Linked DNA regions of Bicyclus anynana: region 1 is linked to region 2. Evidence: chromatin contacts called from public Hi-C data. All regions are on one chromosome and are shown on one strand. The core of a region is the stretch at or near the end of the contact, and the rest is flanking DNA. Distances in the headings are between cores, read along the strand shown.

Evidence for each region. A called contact is a pair of places that touch in the nucleus more often than the background predicts.
Region 1: a Hi-C map of whole body shows a contact between it and region 2, with 7 times the contacts expected there. The contact joins the promoter of LOC112052329 here to the enhancer-like site in region 2. A contact is called at or near these places in 2 of 2 Hi-C or Micro-C datasets (whole body and whole larva).

Annotation. Positions count from the first base shown.
Region 1 is chr18:14,413,563-14,417,679 of ilBicAnyn1.1, forward strand. LOC112052329 reads left to right here and starts at 2,400. Exons shown (of 18, transcript XM_052887031.1): 1 at 2,400-2,555. The coding sequence starts at 2,547.
Region 2 is chr18:14,187,366-14,191,710 of ilBicAnyn1.1, forward strand. It overlaps LOC112053005 (AP-3 complex subunit sigma-2), which reads left to right. Exons shown (of 6, transcript XM_024092261.2): 6 at 1-1,793. Among protein-coding and RNA genes, the nearest start is that of LOC112053005, 8.8 kb to the left of the region's middle. Within about 2 kb of position 2,041, at least 1 of the 8 cell types and tissues checked has open chromatin away from gene starts, as enhancers often do.

The DNA of each region.
Region 1 (4,117 bases), core at 1,150-3,649, 230 kb after region 2:
TCTATTGATTTATGACATTGATAAAAAAAAATTTGATAGAAATAAGCCTATTTGTTTTTTTTTATTCAGAAGAAAAGTTTATTTGTTTACTTATTGCTTGACTAGGTTTATTTGTTAACTTATTGCTTGACTTTGTTGATTGTTTGACTAGGTTTATTTGTTAACTTATTGCTTGACTTTGTTGATTGTTTAAACCTTTTTAAAGTTTGTTGCAATGTTTAATGTTTAGTTTTGTTGATTGAGTAGTAGATAATTACAAAAAGAAGATCTCTAATGAAACTAGAAGACTGCAAAAGTCTAGTTTTGTGTAACTTGCTTACATACTGAAATTGTTATGCACAATACATAATTATGACTAAATTAAACAGCTGTTTTATTTCGTTCATATTTATCAACTTGAGGTATAAAATGATCCCTGGGATTATTTTACCCCTACCCCAGGGATCATTTTATACATAGGTGTGTATAAAATGATCCTTTACTTAACTTTTGCAAGAAACTCTAATACAAAAAAATACTAATTAAATAATAAAAAATAAATAAGCAGTTACAAAGTAAAGTAAATTCACTACCTTCAACAATAGAAATCTTGCGATTTTGCCTTACACTTTAGCCACAGTTGAGTTTTTCCCTTAAGGGGATCATTATACCTCACCTTCCCCTACACACGTTAAACAATAATGGTTCTACAAAGCTGTTTCGTGATGAAAAAACCATAATAATGCTCACATTAATGAGTTAATGGCGATGGGTGTATGATTTAATGGCGTAACTTGATTACCGCAAAACATAACTGACATTGTTATCGTTTGGTAATTATCTCTATAATCTAACTTCTTTTGATACTTGCAGCGACATCTATTGCCGAGTAGCAGAAAAAGTATACGATTTGAACTAAAGTAAAAAAATACATTTATTAGCAAATGTTTTTTTTATTTCCTTAATCAATTAATAAACTAAATTCCATTATTAAAAAACTGAAAACAGCAATAATTTTAATAAATAATTTTTGATATTATTAAATAGTGACATCTGTTGTCCAGTAGTATAAATATTTACCTATTCGCCATCGCCATCTATAAAAATATCTATGAACTAAAAGATGTAGTACACTCAGTGCCCTCTGTACCGAATTTAAATAACTAAGTACATTGTAAAGCGACATCTATTTTTGAGTTCTGAATACTGTAAAATTCCTTCCTTTTTCGCGGGAATTGTATTTGAATGGAATTTTAGAAAATACGTTCCGACATAGAGTACATTGAATATAAGGTAGGGTAGAGTTCCTACTTTTAAGTGACGAGATAACTAATTACAATATCTACCTACTAATATTCTTGTAATATAGATAACAATCATACATTCTTTTTAATAAAGTCCAGTCTTTCTAATCAAAATTGATTCCGTAGTTTCGGAGTTTGTAAAGTTATATTATTTTGTAATTATCGCTATTCCATGTAAGTTTCATGAGTAGGCACTGCAGCGGGTACATGGTAATTGATCCTTGCTATAATGATTTAATATGCCCACTTATGTCATGCAGTGCCATTTTCATGTCAGCAAGTTGTTGTGATGATTATGATTATGGGCTTGGTGGGCACGTATTGTGTAGGTTTCTGTATTCTGTAGTGTAGGGTGTAGGTGTACTTAGAGCTACATTTATAGGTATGTACAGCGATCAAAGAATAATATCGAAGAACCTCTCTGTCAACTGTCGTGCCAGTAGGTAGGTACCTACCTACTAACTGATATATTCGAAATTAGGAATCTCGGTTAGATACATTCCTACCCAGAACTGTTACCCAGAACATCAATTTATTTTCGATATTATTATTGAGGTACCTACAACTAATATTACCTGAGATCTATTCTAAGTACTTTGTAAAAACGGTCATGCAATGGTATACAAGTCATATGCAAAGAAGAGGAAGACCGAAACAGAGATGGGCGGACGAAAAAAGACAGGTGGCAGGTGTCAACTGGGTATCTGCAAGGAATCAAGAACTGTGGAAAAGCCAAACTTTTCCTAGGCTTTCCGCTTTTGTCCTAAAGGACAATCAGACAAATTCGGAATGAAGCTTCTTATTATTCTACTTCCTATATGTATAATTTGCGTACTTCCATCAAAATCGACCGAATAACAGCAGAAATTAGTTTAGGTATCTACCTAAAGTCTAAGTCATATTAGGTACCTATCTAGGTACCTAATATGACTTACTATGATATTTTTGGCATTGCTACTCAGACACATCATACGTTTATTGCGGATAATTAAAAAAAAATATTCATTGAACCAATATACAATGAGAGCTTAAAGTTTATTTTAAACATCCATACCTAATGTTACAACTGCGTGCTACTTAATCTTTGATGATACGAATCATGAATTGAAGAAGCAATTTATTTTTATCATTCTGATCACAACAGAGCGCTTGTTTGGTATTGCTAGTAGTGTACTGTTTTACCGGCTTAAATTCGATTTTATTCAAAATACTGCAGTGTCGGTAACAAGTGATACCTGTTGAAGATAAACGAAACACTTGATTATGGCAAAGGTGAGTCTTCGAAATTAGATAACAATGAATAGGTTTCAAATAAAACTAGTATAGATTTGAAGCTTAGATCCGCAACACTCCTCTAAGCCGAGGACCGAGTCTCAGAGGAGACTCCTTATAGAGTCGTTACTAACTATTACAAGGCCAGGCCTCCCTTCCAGGTAGAGGAGACACCTTTATAGAGTCGTTATTAACTATTACAAGGCCATTCCTCCCTCGGAGGAAGAGGAGACACCCTTATAGAGTCGTTACTAACTGTAACAAGACCAGGGGTCTCTCAGAGGAAGAGAAGACATCCTTATAGAGTCGTCACTAACTATTACAAAGCTAGGCCTCCCTCAGAGGAAGAGAAGACATCCTTATAGAGTCGTCACTAACTATTATATAGCGTCTAAAGATATAGGTGTATAGCCAGCTTGCCAACATCGGGCTAACAATTTAAACTGAAAATTGTTTAGAAGAAAGAAAAGCTCAGTATTTCATAGTAGACTCGAACCCAGAACCTCGTAATCCGAAGCCATAGTCTAACTACAGGACCAACGAGGCATAATCTATACTTCTACTCATATTCATCATCATCATTAACAACTCATATTGAGCTCACTGTTGAGCATGAGTCTCCTCTCCGAATGAGAGGGGTTAGGCCTTAGTCTACGCTGGCCCAATGGGGATTGGCAGACTTCACACTCGTACAGAATTAAGAGAATTCTCAGGTATGCAGGTTTCCTCACGATGTTTTCCTTCACCGTTTGAGACACGTGATATTAAATTTCTTAAAATGCACACAACTGAAAAGTAGGATGTGCATCTGCTGCATGCCCTGGACCGGATTCGAACCCACACCCTCTGGTATCGGAGGCAGAGGTCATATCCACTGGACTATCACGGTCTCTCTACTCGTATACAAATAATAAAAAGAGGTAAAGTAGGTATGTGGTATTTATAGGGGGTGGTATAATCTTTGAATCTAACTGAACTTTATAAATTCTTTTACCACTAGAAAGTCACGTTATTTGCGAGTGTCAATTTCATCTCCGTATCCTCACGGGAACGGCATCTATGTGGGCAGTGGCGTGCATAAAGTTGTCGATCAGGGTATGCACTATATAGTAAGATCAACCAAACTGTGCAAATCGACACTTAATAAGTATTAAGAAAAATATTTCTTTAGATGTACAGTACTTTAATGGATGTATGAAGTACCTACACGCCTCTGTATAAAATAGGACAAGTGTTTTCACTAGCTGATGCCGCACAGATTTACCCGCGTGGTTCCCGTTCCCGTAGGAATACGGGGATAATATATAGCCTATAGCCTTCCTCGATAAATAAGCTATCTAACACTGAAAGAATTTTTCAAATCGGACCAGTAGTTCCTGAGATTAGCGCGTTAAAGCAAACAAACAAACTCTTCAGCTTTATAATATTAGTATAGATAAGATTGTACATGTCATGTTGTATGTCTGTTAACGTATGGAGGTACTTTTATATAATGATACACCAGACGGCAGTTTAACGGTAATGGAGTTTCATTTATAACAACCACTAGTTTGTTATATTGT
Region 2 (4,345 bases), core at 791-3,290:
TGAAATTTTAACTTAATAATTAGTTTGTCGTTTATTCCTCTAGTGACATGATATAAAATCGTGACGTCACAAAATGAACGACAGCGTTTTTGAAGTTTGGAAAAATTGATTAAATACATAATTTTTAAATTATGTTTTCTATGAAATCCTTATTTAATTTACTAAATGATATCGATATATTTCGGACCCTTATTACATGCATGTGTACCTACTACATGAAATTAATATTGTATATATTAAATTTGACATGACTGTGTCAACCCTATTGACTGCTGTAGAGTCGATATTAACACTCTTTGATGTAAAACTTCTTTACGCACGCTTGACTTGTGATTAATGCGTTACGAAAAGTGTAATCGGGGGAAGAGAACGGTCGTTGTAATGTGAGCTAAAGCGCACTCGTTTTTTTAGTCTATCACTGTTTTGCTGCCAATGGTATCATCCTCTTTGCAGAATTCCGCTAAGTCTTTAATTCTGTTGTAGAGTCAATACTAAAGTTCAGCCGCTCAGAGATTGCGTTTATGACAGGTTTTGATCAAATGGGCAATGTAACTTCGAGCTGGCGTACAAGATTGTTGAATTGCGCAGTTTCAAGGTTATGCCAACTGTTTGTCTTTGTAGTGATGAGACAAAAAACGTGGCTATTGTAATTGAATATGTTTGTCCCGTTCGATCACGACTTGTCAGAAATGCAATCTCTGAGCGGACATTAACACATTTTAGTCTATTCATTTGTTTTGATGCGGAATACACCTCGACTCGAATACTTTGCAGTATTCCGCAAAAGTTGTAAAATACCAATTTTAAAGAAAAAATTACTTTGCGATGTTAGGATTAACGATTTTGCAATAATCTCGAAATTATTTTGCCCAAGTTATAGAATAATTACCTACGTACGTTAATTAGTATATTATTATTAATATCTAGCTGTGCCCCGTGGTTTTACTTACGTAGATCCCATTCCTGTGAAAATGTCGGTGTAAAAAGTAGCCTATAATTTATTTTCTGTAACAAATTTCGTCCAGATTTGTTCAGCCCTTGAGCCATGGTTTAGTACCAAACGAAATGAAGGAAAATTTTGACACCAGAAACTTTATATTGTTATGTACAATGCAATTTTCACTTACTAAATAATATAAGTATACTTGCTAATTCAGAGTTTATATAGAAAATACAATATATATTTCTATGGAGAATAATTTCAAATTTCTGAGATTCGAGTTTTTTTAAGGGAGTTGGAGGTGCATGCCCCGGACCGGATTCGAACCTACGCCCTTCGAATCAAGGAATTAATTTAAATAATCTAAAATTCTCTACGTGTGTGAAGTCAGCGTGGTGGTCCATTGGGCTAACTAACCCCTCTCATTCTAAGAGGAGACTCGAGACTCCAGGAGAATGAATGTAAACTGCAATTATTTGTAAAAACTATGTATTGTTTAGTTTAATTACTTTTTTATTGTTTATATTAAAAACAAAAATGTTACATTCCAAAATTGCAATTTTTTCATGTTGATTGGATTTTTTATTAAGCTTCTAATGATAATCTCAACCGAATTTCGATATAACTTATTTTGATCCTGTCTAATTATACGGAAAATGTGTCAGTGCACAATTGTGTACATAAACACCGGTGCACTCTCCTTATTCAAGTTGCCGGCACACTGGTTAGGCGCAGGATCGATTTACGTGCTCTCCGAGGCACGGGGTCTAGGTTTCTATAATTCTATGATATTCGTGTATAAATAATTATAAATATTTAGTTTATAAGAAATATATTTTATGTTATATGAAAATATGTTGTTTTATTTTGTTTGTCCATGTGGCATAATTTAAAAATTTTATTTATTTATTTATTCAGACAGGCCAACAAAATGAGTTTTATGATCCTTTTTCTTAGAAAACTATTACTAATAAGGTACCTCAAAATAGATAATAATTAAATTATGAATTTAATAAATAGTATTGATTAAATGTTAAGGCTGCGATGGTTTAGAGTGCCATCTCGCGACTACGTCTGAAATTAGCGCCATCTGTTACAGAATTCCTAAACTACATTATTACGGTTATGGTTGGTTTCAAGGTTTACTTTGTTTTAATATTAGTTTATCTACTGATTGACAGATGGCAGCAGTAACTGTTTCACTACTTCACAATAGATGGCGTGGTTGTACATAAAAATATATTTTTATTTTTAAAAGAGATTTATTCATTTTCGAAAATAAAAACATTAGTGAAAGAGTATGTATTCATCTATTTAGACGGCCCATTATACCATTATAAGGCAAGGCCTCCTTACATGAATGGGAATATGAAACTTATTAGACACCACGCTGGTAACCTAATGCGGGTAGGCGAGCTTAAGATAATAATATTTTGACTTTTCTTTAAATCACTTTCAGCTGTTAATGACAAAGTGGCTTAACGCTCCGAGACACGGGGGTGTGAAACCACCAATTTCCACACTCCGGGCTGAAAATTTTAACTGAAAAATTCATAGAAGTAACAAAAGCTACGTAATTCACAAATCGAACCAGGAATGAAAATACATCGAACCGACTAGCTTATTCATTAATTTGGTATTTATTAACAATCTAATAAAATGAATATCAATTCAACTGTCAAATAAGTTGTCAGTACCTAGGCACCGGATGACATTTCACATAGAATCTCTATTTCTTTTAAGTCAACTAACATACGTCAAAGTTACGTATAGCCTGCGGGGCTCGAACCCTGGACCCCGTGAGCCACATAGACTTACCTTTAAACAATAATACAGGTATGTTTATGTGTTTTAAAAGCAAATAAAATCTCCATCAGCCGCCCGCATGTTGATATTCTATATCAAGATTCATAGCTGGGCATTAACTCGTTAATCCGTTAATCGTTAATTAACGAAGTTAACATTTTGATTAACGGATTAACTTTTAAGTTAACTTTTAAAAATGTTAACGGACCCGTTAACTTCCGTTAATGTGCAGAAGTCCGTTAATCGTTAATCCAATGCTTACTATTTACCGCGCGACGTGATTAACAGGTTTAGACAAGTAAGAAATTATGAAAGATTTTTTTTCAAAGAAATCAACAAATTACTATATTTATGTTAAAATTATAGAAAAAATCAACTAAAAACAAATTATGGCATTTTTCTCCAGTGCTCACCTTTATTTTTGCAATGGGGATCTCACACAATGATATAAAAATGCAATATTAACCAGTCATATTAACAGATTAACGATTAACTTTAACTTGCGTTAATTCTTCCGACATGTAACGCTTTAACGTTTAACGAAGCTAACCTTTTTTGTAGCGGACTAACGATTAACGAAGTTAACTATTTGATTAACGGTGCCCAGCTATGTCAAGATTTATGGTATTAGTGTAATTTGTATCAGGGTAATAATGAGCAATGTTTATTTATTAAGTAGATTACTAGATCACTTTGCAAAAGCTGTTACATACCTTATTGACACCATATTACCTACTTATCTGACGAGCTCCGTGGCGCGGTGGATTTACTTGAGAGGTCCTGGGTTCGATCCCCGGCTGGGCCGATTGAGGTTTTCGTAATTGGTGCAGGTCTGGCTGGTGGGGTGGCTAGTTACCATCCTTGGCGATTTAGCGTTCCGGAACAATGTCGTGTAGAAACCGAAAGGAGTGTGGATTTTCATCTTCCTCCTAACAAGTTAGCCCGCTTCCATCTTAGATTGCATCATCACTTACCATCAGGTGAGATTATAGTCAAGGGCTAACTTGTAGAAAAAAAATATCTAGGTACTGAACTGCAGCGAATAATATTTATATCTATAGGTATATCTATAGGCAGTGGCCGTGATAGCCCAGTGGATATGATCTCTGCGTCCGATTCCGCAGGGTGTGGATTCGAATCCGGTCATGCACCTTCAGTTTTCAGTTTTGTGCATTTTAAGAAAATAAATATAACGTGTCTCAAACGGTGAAGGAAAAACATCGTGAGGAAACCTGCATACCAGAGAATTATCTTAATTCTCTGCGTGTGTGAAGTCTGCCAATCCGCATTGGGCCAGCGTGGTGAACTATTGGCCTAACCCTTCTCATTCTGAGAGAAGACTCGAGGTCAGCAGTGAAACAATACAATAATGAAACAGTGGCTTAACGTGCCTTAGAGGGGCCATGTATCAAAATTAATTGGAGGCTCTATAGACGAGCGGCAAATCCCAAAAAATCTCTTTAGTTTTGATTTTGTTCTAGCTTATAGTATTGCTTTTTTACTTTTGTCATTTCTAAAGATTATTAAATGCTTTTTTTTTGCCAGGGAAGCATCACCCAGAGTAAGTAACGTTGTAGATATTACTTTTTTACAAATTTT